Regions from separate parts of the Sus scrofa genome. Here region 2 is linked to region 1. Evidence: chromatin contacts called from public Hi-C data. All regions are on one chromosome and are shown on one strand. Each heading gives the region's core, a stretch centred on a gene start, on an enhancer-like site or on the middle of the called end of the contact. The rest is flanking DNA. Distances are from core to core; before and after follow the strand shown. Region 1 holds the start of TMEM80 (transmembrane protein 80). Region 2 holds the start of TSPAN4 (tetraspanin-4).

Region 1 (6,644 bases), core at 1,497-3,996:
GACCTCTTCCTCCTGAAAAGCACGTCAGACCTGCCTGTCCCGCCCTCCCCAGCCCCCTCCCAACTGCAAGTGCACACAGGTGCGTCTGCACACAGGTGTGCTGCACCTGCCTCCCGTCCCCACCACCCAGGCCTCCCTGTTCCTGGGAGCAGCACCCTCCCTCATGCACGCTGCCCACGCCTGCCAAGCCCAGCGCTGGGCCCTAAGAGCCCCTCCTCAATGCTCCTCCGTCCCCTAGGCTGGCAGGACGGTCCCAAATGTCTGGCACAGGGAAGGTGCTCAAATTGACGGACAGTCCCGCACATTCCATCGGCCGGGGCTCCTGAACTGCACAGAAAACACCTGCTCCCCGCCCTTGTCCGCTCCTCCGTGTCCCAGAGAGCCAGTGCTGAGGGTCTGTCTGAACACACGCTCACGTCTAAAGGCCTCGCAAGCAGCCCAGAGGAGGCGGCCTCGGCCCAGCAACATGTTACTAAAAACCTGGAAACTGCTGGACCTCGGTCACTCGTGACAAACAAGATTTAAGGCTTTAACACGTGAAAAACACAACTGTGATACTTTGCAGAAAAAAATCACAAAATGTCAATACGTTTCTCTGACGTTGGGTTGAACAGCATCACTTTCTTTCTGCATTCAGAAGAATAGGTGCAAAGAGGAGAAACCTGAGGAAAACCCTCTCAGTCCAAAAATCTCAACTTATTAAATCCCAGTCTCTAAAGAGCTGCAAAGCCCCCCCCCCGCCCCTCCGTCTCTTGGAGGGTCCACATGCAGACCAGAGGCCCTGGGGTGAGGGACTGGGACACAGGCCCAGGCCATTGGCCCACACCAGGCACCTCCAGGGCCACAGCAAGAGCGGGGCAACCAGGTGGGGAGGTCGCTGTCCAGTTCTGAAACCCGAGCCTCCTTAGGGACAAAGCGCCTTATAGGAGCTCCCAGGGTCTCGGCATCCCGCTGTGAGGCTCCTCAGGAGCCTCCGCGTGGGCGGGGAACACCTTCTTCCCATGCTGGCTCAGGGAGGCACAACCTCTGAAGGGAGCTCTGGGGCGTGGCCCATGAACCTCGAGAATGAGGACGTTGTGTGTGGCAAGAACAAAAATGAGGGCTGGCAGCCTCCGTGGTCCCCAGGGGAGGGAGTTCCCTCAAGGAAATGGGGGGCAGACAGGGGCCGACAGGAGGGCAGTCCGAGGAGCTCCGGGCTGACCTTCAGGGTCACTGCCCCCAAAGGCTGCTGGCCCTTCCAGCTGAGTGACCACTGTCTTGCTCCCTAGGATTCTGGGTGACTAGCTGTGCCCACCCTCAGGCTGCTCCAGGACAAGGCCTATGTCTGACCCCCATGTCACAGCCCCAAGGACAGAGAAGAGAACAAGGATGGCGAGAGGCAGGTGCTGAGAAGGTTCTGGAAGGAGCCTAGAGTGCTGAAAGGAGGGAAAGGAGTTCAGGGAGCAGGTATGCTGCAGAGGAGGGCCAGGCTGCTTACAGGCGGTTGTGTAGGCACAGGGACGACAGGGCACGGGGTAAATGCTGGGGAAGGATGGGTGGGCTGGTCAGCCAGCCGTGTGCAGGGCAGGTATGCGTTGGGGAGTAGTTTGCAGGGCAGGCGCGCGTCGGTCGTGCAGGTGTGTGGGGGGCAGGTGCGCGAGGCAGGTGCGAGGCAGGTGCAGACAGGTGCGAGGGAACCGCGGGCCGGCGGCACTTGCCTGCGAACGCGGCGGCCGCGGCGGCCTCGTCCGGGCCGGGCAGGGCCTCGGCGCCCATGTCCATGTGCCCGGGTTCGGCGGCCATCACCGCCACGGCCGTCACCCGCCGCGTCTCGCGCTCCGCCTCCGAGTCCCCGTCCTCCTCGGAGTCCTCGTCTCTGCTGAGCACCGGCTCCTCCGCCTCGCCTCCCGCCGCGGCCGCGGCCGCCGCCGCCACAGCGGCCGCGGCCGCCACCGCCGCCGCCTCGGCCAGGCCCAGCTGCTTGGCGGCCGAGTCCGAGTCCTCCATCCGGACTCCGCCGAGCCCGCCCGAAGGCGCCGGCCGGGGCCGCCCGAAGGCCGGGACGGGGCCCGAAGCGCTCCTGCCGAGGACGCCGTCCGAGCCGGGCCGAGCCGAGCCGAGCCGCGCCGAGGCCGCCCGAAGCCGACCGCCGAGCCAAGCCGGGGCTGCCCGAATAGGAGCCGATCCGGCACGAAGCTGCCCAGTCGAGCCGAGCCGAGACCAAGGGTCTGGAACCGAGGGGGGCCGAGGTGACCCGAAGTGCGGGGCCGAGTCGGTCCGAATTGGTCCGAGGCCGCACGAGGGTTTCCGAGCGGCCGGCGCTGGCCCTCCTCAGGGCCCAGGAGGCCGCGACGGCCGCGGTCCCCAACCAAGGGGGGTCACGGACGGAGAAGCCGACTCTCGCCGGCCTCCGACGCAGCGCGACCCGGGCAAGAGAACCTCGCGCCGCAGGCTCCGCCCGCCCCCACCTCCCGCTGGAGCCGAGCGCGCCCGAGGAGGAGCCGAGCGAAGCCGAACTCTCCCGAGCCGGGATCCTCACGAGCCTCGGCTCTCCGCCTCCTCCTGTCCGAAAGTGCCCGAGCGCTGTCGGACGCGCTAATCGGGCCTCGGCCCCGGTTCGGAATCAACTCCCGAAGCGCGGCGCCGTCGAACCCCTTCGGGAGCAGAATCGAAAATGGCCGAAGGGACCCCGTTCGCGTCCGGAGCCAAGAGGCTGCCGGGATCGCGGCGGATTCGGCGGGCGGGGCGAGCGGGGCGGGGCGAGCGGGCGAGCGGGGCGGGGCCCGGGGGCAAGATGGCGGCCTCGCGGCGAGGTGAGGGCCCGGGCGGTGCCGCGCGGGGCCGGGTGGAGGTCGTTCCGGAGCGGGGATTCGGTTGGCGCGGTTCCTCCCGGTGTGGGAAAGGCCGAGCGGCTGGCGCGGCTCGCGGGGGTCATTAGCGGCTGGACTTGGTGTGGCCGTGGGGTGGGAGCCCGGCCCCGAGAGCCAGTCCCGGGCGCACCGGGATGCAGAGCCGCCTCGGTGCGGCCGCCCTCCCCCGCCCGCTGTGGCCAGTGCGGCCCCGGGCGCCGCGGACGCGCTGACCGAGCACCCTGCGGGGGCCAGTGGGCCAGCAGCGAGCGAGAGCGGCGGGCACCCCGGGCAGGCACGTGGGCCCGCCGGCGGCCTTGGGTTGCGCGGGGTCTCGCCGGGACTCGCCCGGTCTCCGCAGCGCCCGCGCCTCTTTCAGTCTGTGTGACAAGAAGGAGACGAGTGGGTGGCACGCGGTGTACACTCAGTCCAATAAAAAAAGGCCGATTGCCAGGAGTTCCCTGGTGGCCGGCGGGCTAAGCACCTGCGTTGTCACTGCCGTGGCGCCGGTTCGATCCCTGGCCCGGGAGCCTCCGCCTGAAGGGGGCCCCCGTTTCCATATCTGGGCCGCCCTGCGCGAAGAGGAGCTGGGAGGGAGGCTGGCGTCTTACAAAGAAGTACTGTCCGGGTCTGAGTTTAGAGCTTTCTTGGCAGGGGGGTTCCAAAGCGCCAGACCTTTGTCGGCAGAAGCCCGCGGTTCTTTTTGCGCGATTTCCTTTGGTGGAGAATTAAGTTTGCACAGCAGCAGGACCACCTGGCACCCCTGCTCTGGCACCTCAGGGAAAACATTTGTTCTCTTTGCTTCCACGTTTCACTTCTTTTCTGACACAGCTGTTCACAGCCACGTTGTTATTACAGTAAATCATTGACAGAAATGCTAAATCTGGAGTTCCCGTTGTGGTTCAGCAGGTTAAGAACCCAACTAGTATCCATGAGGGTGCAGGTTCAGTCCCTGGTCTCACTCAGTGGGTTAAGGATCCTGCGTGGCCGTGAGCTGCGGTGTAGGTCGCAGACGCGGCTTGGCGGGGCTGTGGCTGTGGTGTAGGCCTACAGCTGCAGCTCCGACTTTACCTCTCGCCTGAGAATTTCTACATGCCGCAGGTGCAGCTCTAAAACAAAGCCAAAAAAATACACACACGAAAAGCTAAGTCCTAAAAGCCACAGCTGTATTTTGTCAGAACGAGCTCCGCTCCGTGGGTCTGGAATGGTTAGGATGGCATCTCTGCTCCCAACCACCCTTCATGCTAAGTGTTTAAATCCTGTATCACTTAAGGTTTCTGTGCAGCATTTTTCCTAAGTCGCCCCCTCATCTCAGTCTATAACAGTGGGCAGCTGGCAAATACATTTGAGTTCTGAAGCAAACCTTCAGGAGAAGACTCAGAGGGAGGAAAATCCCAGCTAACATGAAGTGCACCGGAGTGATGACGCGTCTGGGCAGCTGGCTCAGCCCAGGCCTGGGAGAGGAGGGTCGGGCTTAGAGAGCACCTCTCCCGTAGCGCGATGCAGGTCCATTAATGATCCATGCTCGGCAGCCCTCCTTGCCTCCCGGGGCCTGCACGGCCCCCAGATCCACCCAGGGAGATGCGGGCTCACCCCTTGACGTCCCCCCCAGAGCAGAGCTTCGAGCTTCTCTCCCGGGGCAAACGAGCAGATGGAATAGCAGCGATCCGCAGGCTGCCTCACGTCTCTGTCCTGTCTGCTGCCGGGCGGGTTCTGAGTCGTTCCTGATGCACCTGCAGGTCGCAGATGTGTGAGCAGAGGAAAACACCCGTGGAACTCCGAGCCAGGGCACGCCGGGGCCAAGGGTGACTGGACTGTCTTCCAAGCAGGCCTCCAGCTCAGAAGACGCTGTCGCGGGAGGAGGGACCCCGCTGCCTCTGGGGCACCCTCATCTCAAGATGACGGGAGAGTGGGTACCTGTTGTGGGTAGGAGAGGCTCCAAGAGGCGCACGAGGAAAAGAGACTGGATTGCTGGCTCGGAAGTTCTCACTTGGGAGACATACTTGGGGACATGCATAAAATCTCAGAAGAAACCAAGTGTCTGTTATCAGTGACAAAGACTTCTTTTCATCTGCACATGTGGCAAATACGCAGAAGCCACAGGAGATGAGCTGCATCTCCTTCCCTGACAGTGGAGTGGATCTAAGCTTTGCCTCGTGGGTACACCCTGCCTCCAGGCCTCAGGTTCAGAGAGGCAGGTGGCCAGCCTCTCCTTGGAGGGACCGGTGCAGAAGTGCTGGAAAGGAACGAAGCTGCAGGCCCTAAACACCCAGTGAAGGAGTTCCCGCTGTGCCACAGCAGGTTAAGGACCCGGCCTTGTCTCTGAGGTTGCACAGGTTCAGTCTCTGGCCCTGGCATGTCGTTGTGCTGCAGGTGCAGCTACAAACGAGAAAACCCAGTCACAGTGAGCGGAGGGCAGGCCCGCCTCGCATCCTGCTAGGACGTGGGCCTCACGGACGGACCCCTTCTCTTCCAGGGAGAACTTCTGCCACGGTGGTATCCTGCTGCTGCCGCCCTCGTTCAGCCAAAGACCAGGCCAGGCGACGTCGGCCCTCAGCTCCCGCTTTTTGCTCCTTTGATCCCCTGCCCCCAGCCCTGCCTTTGGAGTTGAAGTAGGAACCCCACTTCTAAGTGGGAGGGAGGGCTGCTCCCTGCCCCACCGTTCCAGAGTCACTGTGGCTCCCCCAGTGGCGCCTTGGCTCCCTCGCCCTCCTGCACGGTCCCGCCACGGGGTGGGGGGTGGAGGATGCAAACCCCTCACGGGAGGATCTAGAGACCCCTTGTAGCTCAGGAAGGCTGCTGGTGGATGTGTAACTGCCGCCCCTCCCCCCAAAGAGAGAATGGTATTTTCTTTAAAGAAAATGAAAAAAGCGGCTTTTCTTTTTTTTTTTCCTTTTGGCCATGCCTGTGGCTTCCACAAGTTCCAGGCCCAGGGATGGAACCCAAGCCTCAGCAGCAACACCACCAGGTCCTTAGCCCAGTGCACCCCTTGGGAACTCCAAAAAGCCGCTTTTTTCTCTCCATGGTCATAACTGGGACCGGTTGAGGCGTGCCCCTGTGGAAGCCAGCGAGCTGGGGCTGTGCTCGAAGCCAGGACACCCCCTGGGGGGAGCCAGCCCCGGAGCCTGACCTGTGTGTCCGCATGGCCTGTTGTCCGGCCCCAAGGTGGGCCCCTGGGCAGGGTTGTCAGCTGGGCTAGAGTCCTTAACTGCCGGCCAGCTCTCGTCGCTCCCTCTGCAGGCGCTGCTCCATCTGAGTGGGGCGTGTTACTCTCTTTACTTCCTGGCCACGCTCCTGCTGATCGCGTATAAAAGTAAGTCACGCTCGAAAAGCCAGCTCGGGGTGCGGGTGCCCTGCCTCCCGTGACGGGAGCTCGGTCTCCCATTGTTCTCAGGCCAAGTTTTCACCTATCCTCACGGCTTCCTGGTCCTTGACCTGACTCTGCTCTTCCTGATGGGGATTCTGGAAGCAACGCGGCTGTACCTCGGTGAGTTCTCTGAAAAGCACGTGGCACTTGGAGCGACAGGATCGCCAGCTTTACGTGTGAACCTTTAAGCATCTGTCACTTGGAACACGGTTCTTAGAAACACGTGATGTAGCCTCGCCTCACAGGGTCTTTCCGTCTGTCTGTCCCTCTTTGTCCACAAGACAGTCTCGGCAGCATCCTTGGCGGAGGTGCTTCCCGTGTGTACATGCTGCCGGGTAACGGGCAGCACCAAGACTAGACCGCAGCTCCGCCATCAACTCTGGAGCCCCCAGAGAGTCACCTCACTCCTCCTGCCTCTTCTGTTGGCCGCAGGGTCAAGAGGAGAAGGA
Region 2 (6,881 bases), core at 786-3,285, 100 kb after region 1:
GGACTGTGTGTTAATACCTGGGGCGCTGGGTGCCTATCCAGCCCTGACACCTCCGCAGGGCCCCCTCCGACCCTCTGGGGGTGTCCCAGGGTAGCTGTGAAGAGGAGGGGCCGCTGGGCTTGGGTGGTGCCTGGAAGCAGTGCTCTCAGGGTGGCAGCTGTAACCCTAGGGGCTCTGTTCAGGATCAGAAAGTCTGGCTCTTCAGGTCCTGGGGGAGTGGACGTGAGGACTGCCACGGGGGGGGGGGGGGGGGGAGCACTGGCACCTCTGTGCCTTCTGGGGGCAGGAGTGAGCCCCTGGCGGAGCACTACCATGTGGCCGGCTCTGCCTCCTCCGGAGCAGCGAGGGCCGAGTTCACCCCAAAGTGGCCTCGCCCGCCAGGCAGGACACCGGGACGGGGGGGATGGGAGGGGCAGGGCGTCCCACAGAGCCAGGCCGACTCTTAAGACCTCCTTGGGTCTTCAAAAGCTTTTATTGGATGGTTCTGTCCAGAGAGGGAGACGTGTGCACAGGGCTGTGGGCAGGCAGGCCTCCAGCTCCCCACACCTCCGGAGGGTCTCTGGGCCAACCGCTGCGTGTCGGCTGCATGTCACTTCTCCAGGGGCGCGTAGTTGAGCAGCTTCTCGATCAGGTCCACGTGGGCCAGCAGCATGCGGCGGCAGCAGTAGCGCTTCAGGCCCAGCGCGTCCAGGGCATCCCTGCAGGCCAGGAGAAAGCTGATAGGGCCTGGCCCGGGCTGGAGCAGACGCAGCTCAGCGGCTGCAGGGTCGTTCCTCGGCCCTGCTCCCAGAGTCGAGGAGACACGGCCCATCACTCTCAAGGCCTCTGGTGTGCACAGGTGGCAGCTTGGCAAAGGGGAGGCGAGGCTGGGCGGCCCCTGCCCGTGACCTCCCAGGGATGGGTCCTGTGCAGGTGCCGGCGGTAACTCACACTCTGCTCGCTCTAGCAGCCTCCTCAGAGCCGGGCGCCAACACCCAGCCCATCCATTGCTTCCCTGTTTCCCGACATGCCAGCACCGAGAGCCTACGGCTCGCTTGCGGGCACACCCCAGGGCCCAGAGGTTCAAATATGATCAGGGCACGGCGCCGGCCCCACAGGAGCCAAACGTCAGACTCTAGTCAGGGCAGAAATTCAGACATGGTGCTAACTGCAGTGCCAAGGGGCCAGCACAGGAAAAGGACCCCCACTCCCCAACGACCGCCCGCGGATGAGGGCTACGCGGTTAGTAAACTTGCCCCGTGTAATTGGTAAAAACCAAACGAGTCTACAGAACGTGGGGTGGGCCTAACAACGGACAGCAAGTGGAGAGAGGAGGCCGAGGCCTTATTTGCGGAGTAGGCGCCGAGACTCGCGAGGATGCCTAGAAGCCCCCGACACGAGCGGCTTCGTGCCCAGCCCCCCTCCCCTCCTCTCCCCGGTCTGCGGGGTGGCGGGGACTGCTTTTCTGAGCACACACCCGGAGAACAGCGCCGGAAGAGACTCGCGTACTGAACGCCTCCAGGGTCACCTGGACTCTGACGGGAGTACTGCTGGCCCCCGCTCCGCAGGCCGGGACCCGCCGACCCCAACCCCCCCGCGGGCTGGCGGCCCGGGAAGCGCTTCCCGACCGCGCCGGAAGACCCCCTCGCCGGCCCGGCGCCTTACCCCTCGGTGTACTCGGCCTGCAGCAGCCCCAGGTAGGCCTCCCACTTGTTGCCGACGATCTTGCCGCACGTGAAACAGCGAACAGGGATGATCATGGCGGCAGCGAGGCAGCCAGCGGCCAAGCGCCTAAATCCCACGGCGCTTCCGCCTGCGGCGCTGGCCCCGCCCCGGGCGCGCCCATAGCATGGGGGGGTGACCGTCCCCTCCCAAACTCCCCCGCCCGGCTCGCCCTTCGCCGACCGGCCTTGCCCGTCCCGGTGCCGTCAGTATCCGCTACCCGCGGCGGCGAGTTTCCTCCGCGCGGATCGGGGTTCCCGGGGTCCACACTGCCGCGGCAGTAGCAGATGGAGACCCCCGTCTGCCGCTTTGGTACGTCCCGATCTACGGCGCCCGGGCAGGGCCGGAAGGGCCCGGCGGCGGCGTTCGCTTTTCTCGTGTGCGGATGACTGACAGCTGCGCGGCGGGCTGAAGGCGCGCACAGGTACAGCGCCCTCGGCGGGGACGCAGCTGGGGTCCCGCTGCCCGCGCGTCAGAGCCGGGACCAGCTCCGAACCCGGGCCCACGAGCTGGCGCGAGTTTCGGGCCCCGAGTGTGGAGCCCGAGCGGATTCGCAGCAACAAGTTGCGCTTCGGGCGGGGGGGCGCGGCGACCCCCGCAGGCGCGGAGAGCGGCTGACCTGCGGCCAGTGCGTGCTGGGCGACAGGAAAGGAAGTCGCCCCTGCCCGCGGACCCCCAGGGGTCTCTGCGCTGAGTCTGTGGGCCCCCCGGGGTCGCCGCCCGGCCCGATCGCCCACTAATGATCCCGGCCCGGTAGTTGCCCGTATCCTTGACGGCGGGAGGGTGCGGTGGAAGCGACCAGACTGGCGGCTCCAACCCCTGGCGCTGCTTCGATCCGTCTCGCCCCTGTCCCTCCTCCCTTCTTCCTGGGCAAAGGGCTGAGAGAGGGTGCGGGAAGGGGCTAGCTGCACGCGTCGCAGGCCAGGCTGTGTTGGGTCGGTTGCCTGTGATCTGGGAACGTCGGACCTGTGCGGGCGGGGAGGGTGGTCAGGGGGTCGTCGTGGGTGCAGTGTCTTTTGAGCTGAACCTTGAAGAGCCATCCCGAGTGTGTGTGAGGGAGCAGGACCGTCCAGCACTGGGAATCCTTAGGCAGAGGTCTGGAGGCGGAACCCATGGGAACGCTTTTGCTCTTGGGCCAGAGTAGATGCCATGTGGGAGCTGGAAGTGACGGCTCAGGAGCCCCGACAGACTGAAAGGGAGGGAGGCTGTATCTCTGGGAATGAGGTGGGGTTAGTCTCATAATTCTGAGGCTGGGGCCTGGGGGGAAGGGCCGTGTACAGTGAGAAGTAGGGAAGCCTCCCTGGAGGAGGTGAGCTTTGGGCCAAGGAGGAGGGCGGATGTGTGCACAGTGGCGCTTGTGACTTAGGGAGCCCTGCGGGCTCTCAGCACCAGCGCTTGTTGGGGTGGGTGGGGCCAAGCTGGCCCCAGGCATCAGCTAACGGTCCGGCTTTCACTGAGGTCCCCAGGGTGCTGGAGAGGCTGGCCAGAGCTGCTGCCCGCCTGGACTTTGTGTCCCCACCTTCGCCCACCCTGCCACGTGCAGAGCCACGTGCAGAGGCCACTTCCCTGCCCACCCCTTCCCAGGCGGGCTGGACGCACATCCTGCCTTGAGTCACAGGGGCCTGGGGTCAGACCCAGGCTCAGCTGCAGAGGCGGCCGCGTCTGCGGAGGTGAGGGAGACGGGGGACCTGGGATGCCAGCTGGCGAGAGCTGGGAGTGGGAGCGGGTGTGGGCAGAAGGCTTCCTGGAGGAGGGGCCGCCTCTCGCCCAGCGGTTGTTTACTCCCAGGGAGGGAGGACAGGGAGCCAAGTGGACATTCCTGGAATTCTGAGAGCTGCGTGTGGACTGGGGGGGCGGTGGCAGCCTCTCTCCAGCGTCCCGATTTCCCAGGAGAGGCCGTGGGGGCGGCCTGGCTGCGTGCGGGCCCCACACTCACGTGCAGAGGCGCCCTGGGGCACTTGCCCCTCCGGCTCCACTCCCCTGGCCCAGGCCTGGCCACACTATACCAGAGGCCCCGCGCGCCTCCGAGGTCAGCCCTGCCCCCTGCTCAGCGGCCCTGGGTGGCTCTGTCCTTCTGTGTGTGCCGCGGGGAGCAGGCCGGAGTGGGCAGGAACAGGAGGGGTAGGGAGGGAGAGCTGCGCTCACATGCGGTTTGGAACCCGTGAGCCTGTTTCCTGCTGGAGAAGGGTCACTTCGGGGCAGGCGGGGCACAGGGGAATTGGGCACTGAGGTTTATGCTGAGACCCTTGGCCCCGAGTGTTGTCCTGGAAACAGGCTGGCCTCGGGGACAGCGCTGTCCCCAGGAGTCAGCTGACGGGCCCCCTGGTCCTGCTTCGCAGCCTCTGCTTCCCCCGTCTGTGCAGTGTGGGTGGAGCAGAAGCTGCCCGGCTGGAGGGCCCCGATCCTGGCTGTGTAGGCCTGGGGTCCTGGGCTCAGCGCCGAGTCCCCAAAGCTTTGGGTACACTTGTGCTCACAGGGGGCCACACGAGTGTGCTCAGACCCTGACCCAGGCTCAGAGGGATCGCCCACCTGCTGCGCCCAGAACAGCCCTCTCTGCCACAGGGGCTGGGGCGTCTGGAGTGGTGGCGTTTGCAGGTGAGCCTGAGGCTTGGCCTAACCTCCCGACCCTGTGGGCAAGCCTGAGCTCCTGGTCTTTGGGGGTGCAATTCGATTCGCCGCCTGGCCCCACGTGGGGCTCCATGAGGGCCCTGGGTGCAGTGGGCTGTCAGTGCCTGGGGGTTGCGCATATGCGGTGGGCATCTGAGAAGGATGCTCCTAGGGCCTGTGGGGGGTGGGAGGAGGGGAGGGTTGGGGGGAGGCCCTGAGCCTGGGGTTGGCCTCGGTGGGCCAGGAAAAAACTCGGGGCCCCTTGGGGGCCTCTTCCATGGGGACCCCTCCCCTGGGGTTGTGTCGGGCAGTGGCTCCTCCCAGGCTCGGGGTGTGGAGGCCAAGCCGGCGAGTGCCTGCCCCTCCCCCAGGTGGGGGCCTGGGTGGGCCTGGGGCCTGCGGGGCTGAAGCAGCAGCAGGAAGGCCGACACCACAGGCCTGTTTGTGTTGGCGGGGCCTCCTGGCTCCTCAAAGCCGTCCTGGAGCCGGGGGCCCCGGGTGGGCGGGCCTGCTCTGCTCTCCACTCTGAGCTGCCCTGCTGGGGTTGCCGCTCTGCCGCTGCGGCTCAGGGCGGCCGTGCCACTGGGAACCGCCGTCTGCCCCGGGCCCCCAGGTCCACGTGGGCAAGCTCTGTGCCGGCGTCGGAGGAGCTCTCTTTGCGTGGGACCTTGGTCTGGCCAGGTGGGTGCTCACGCTACCCCAGGGCCCCCACCTGCCTCCACCCCGGCCCCTGGAGGGTGCTCTTTCAGCCCTGTCCCCGTGGCCTGTGTGCGTGCCATCCCCGGGACGCAGGCATCCTCCAGAGCACACACCTTGTCCTCAAAGGCAGCACAGAGCAGGGAGTGGGGTAGGAAGGCTTCCTGGAGGAGGAGGCTGGGCCTGGGGGAGTGAGAGAACTGGTGCCATCCGGGCCTGCACCCATGCCCTGACTGCAGGCTCATATCTGGGTGGCCTAAGATGGGGTGGGGGCCCAAAGGTGGGGAGGTCACTCAGGGAGGGTGGGGGGCTGCCTTGGTGGTGGGGGCTGGGAGTGGGGACAGCCGGCGGTGTTGGCCATGGGTCTGCTTCACACGAGGGGGCCCAGGAGGGCTGGCAGCCCTGGGGGGTGTGGTGGAGCTGCCCCAGGGCCTGAGCCAGAGGCCGGCCTGACGCCCAGGGCACACAGACAGCCCCAGGCCCACACGGGAGTGGGGCTGTGATGGGTGTGTTTTCGCCTTTGCGGGCTGCCGGGGGCTCTGGCCCCTCAGCTCCTGGGGATTCATCAAAGAACGTGGGCAGCCGTGTCCCTCCCGCTCCCCGCCCTTGGTCCCCCCTCAGGATGCTTCATCCCCAGCATGGCAGGCGCTGAGGGCTGGGGTCCCAGGGGCCCTGGGCCCAGGTGCCACCTCTCCCCACCACGGTGGGTGCTGCTCAGCCCTGGAAGTGGGGTTCAGAGGGGACAGGTCTCAGGCTGCCAGGGCCTCCTGGGCTCTGGGGCTTCACGTCTGCCCCAGGTGTGGGTTTCAGTGGCCTGGCTGGCAGAGGGCCACCCACAAGGGGGTGGACGTGCACAGGTGCCAGTGTGGGGCTGGAGCCTCTGCCGAACGCTCCTGCCCTCGGGCTGCTGGAGGACCACCTGCCCCAGCCCCCAGGAGCCCCGGGGCTGAGGGTGAGGTGTGGGGAGCGTGGCTAGGATGCCTTCAGAACCCGCGTGAGCCTGCGGTCCCCTCCCTGCGACCCTGGGCCGGTGGGGAGGACAGGATTCCCCTGTGCGCGCCGATGGGGGATTGATGGGCTCCTGATGGGCTCCGTGGGGAGACCCCGAGGCTGGTGGCTCAGGGCATCTGTCTGCCAGGGGCGGGGTACGGGGTGCCTTGGGGAAGTCTCAGGGGTCTGGGACCTCTGGGGGCTGGACAGCCCTCAGTCTGCGTGTCCCCGTCTCTGAACACGTGTGTTCTCTGCGTGCATGTCCCCGCTTGGGCACCCTTGTGTCGGCCTGGGTGTCTCAGGAGGCCAAGTGACCGGAGGGTGGGGTGCAGCCTCCTACCCTGACTGGGTCACTGGTTGGTGCTCTGATCCTGAGTCTAGGCCACAACCTCCTGTCCCCCAGCTGCCCCCAGCCCCAGTGAGGACTGGGTCCTGAGCGGAGGGCCTGTCCTCAGCCCTGCAGAACCTCCTCCGAGGCTGCAAACCAGGTGCCCCAGGCCTCCATTCTGCCCGTCCTTCCTCCACAGAGCTCTTGCTTCGGCCTCGCTGACTGCTCACCTGCCGGCCGGCCAGCCTTCCAGGCCCCAGGCACAGCCTGCCTTCCTTCCTAGGGAAGCCCAGGTATGTCCCGGGCCCGGTGGGGTGGTGGGGGCGGCCCTGGGCTGCCTCCTGCTCTCGCTCACGCCTGGCCTAAGGGTCCTGCGGGCTGGATGCTCTCCTGGGCCCAGGCCAGCCCGAGGCCGAGCCAACCAGATGTCACCGTCTCAGCGTGTCTCACAGGTCCCACTGCTGGAGGAAGGGCTGGACTCTGGGGATGGGGCCCCGGGGGCCCGGGGGCTGGAAGCGCCTCCCCAGGCAGCCTAGATGCGCCATCCTGGCCCTGGAGG

The links. A called contact is a pair of places that touch in the nucleus more often than the background predicts.
Region 2: a Hi-C map of liver shows a contact between it and region 1, with 6 times the contacts expected there. The contact joins the promoter of TSPAN4 here to the promoter of TMEM80 in region 1. A contact is called at or near these places in 6 of 47 Hi-C or Micro-C datasets (alveolar macrophages, embryonic fibroblasts, heart right ventricle and 2 more) and 1 of 2 datasets of contacts at active chromatin or transcription factors (alveolar macrophages).

The regions. Positions count from the first base shown.
Region 1 is chr2:425,551-432,194 of Sscrofa11.1, forward strand. It overlaps TMEM80 (transmembrane protein 80), which reads left to right and starts at 2,747. Exons shown (of 5, transcript NM_001244431.1): 1 at 2,747-2,792; 2 at 5,305-5,324; 3 at 6,048-6,141; 4 at 6,223-6,315. The coding sequence starts at 2,774. It overlaps DEAF1 (deformed epidermal autoregulatory factor 1 homolog), which reads right to left and starts at 2,034. Exons shown (of 12, transcript XM_021082564.1): 1 at 1,698-2,034. The coding sequence starts at 1,986.
Region 2 is chr2:530,164-537,044 of Sscrofa11.1, forward strand. TSPAN4 (tetraspanin-4) reads left to right here and starts at 2,036. Exons shown (of 9, transcript XM_003122396.5): 1 at 2,036-2,125; 2 at 6,522-6,615. POLR2L (DNA-directed RNA polymerases I, II, and III subunit RPABC5) reads right to left here and starts at 4,393. Exons shown (of 2, transcript XM_003122384.5): 1 at 1,645-4,393; 2 at 451-698. The coding sequence starts at 1,739. The coding sequence ends at 590. LOC102159969 (lysine-specific demethylase 6B-like) reads right to left here. Exons shown (of 2, transcript XM_013989732.2): 2 at 2,026-2,667. The coding sequence ends at 2,026.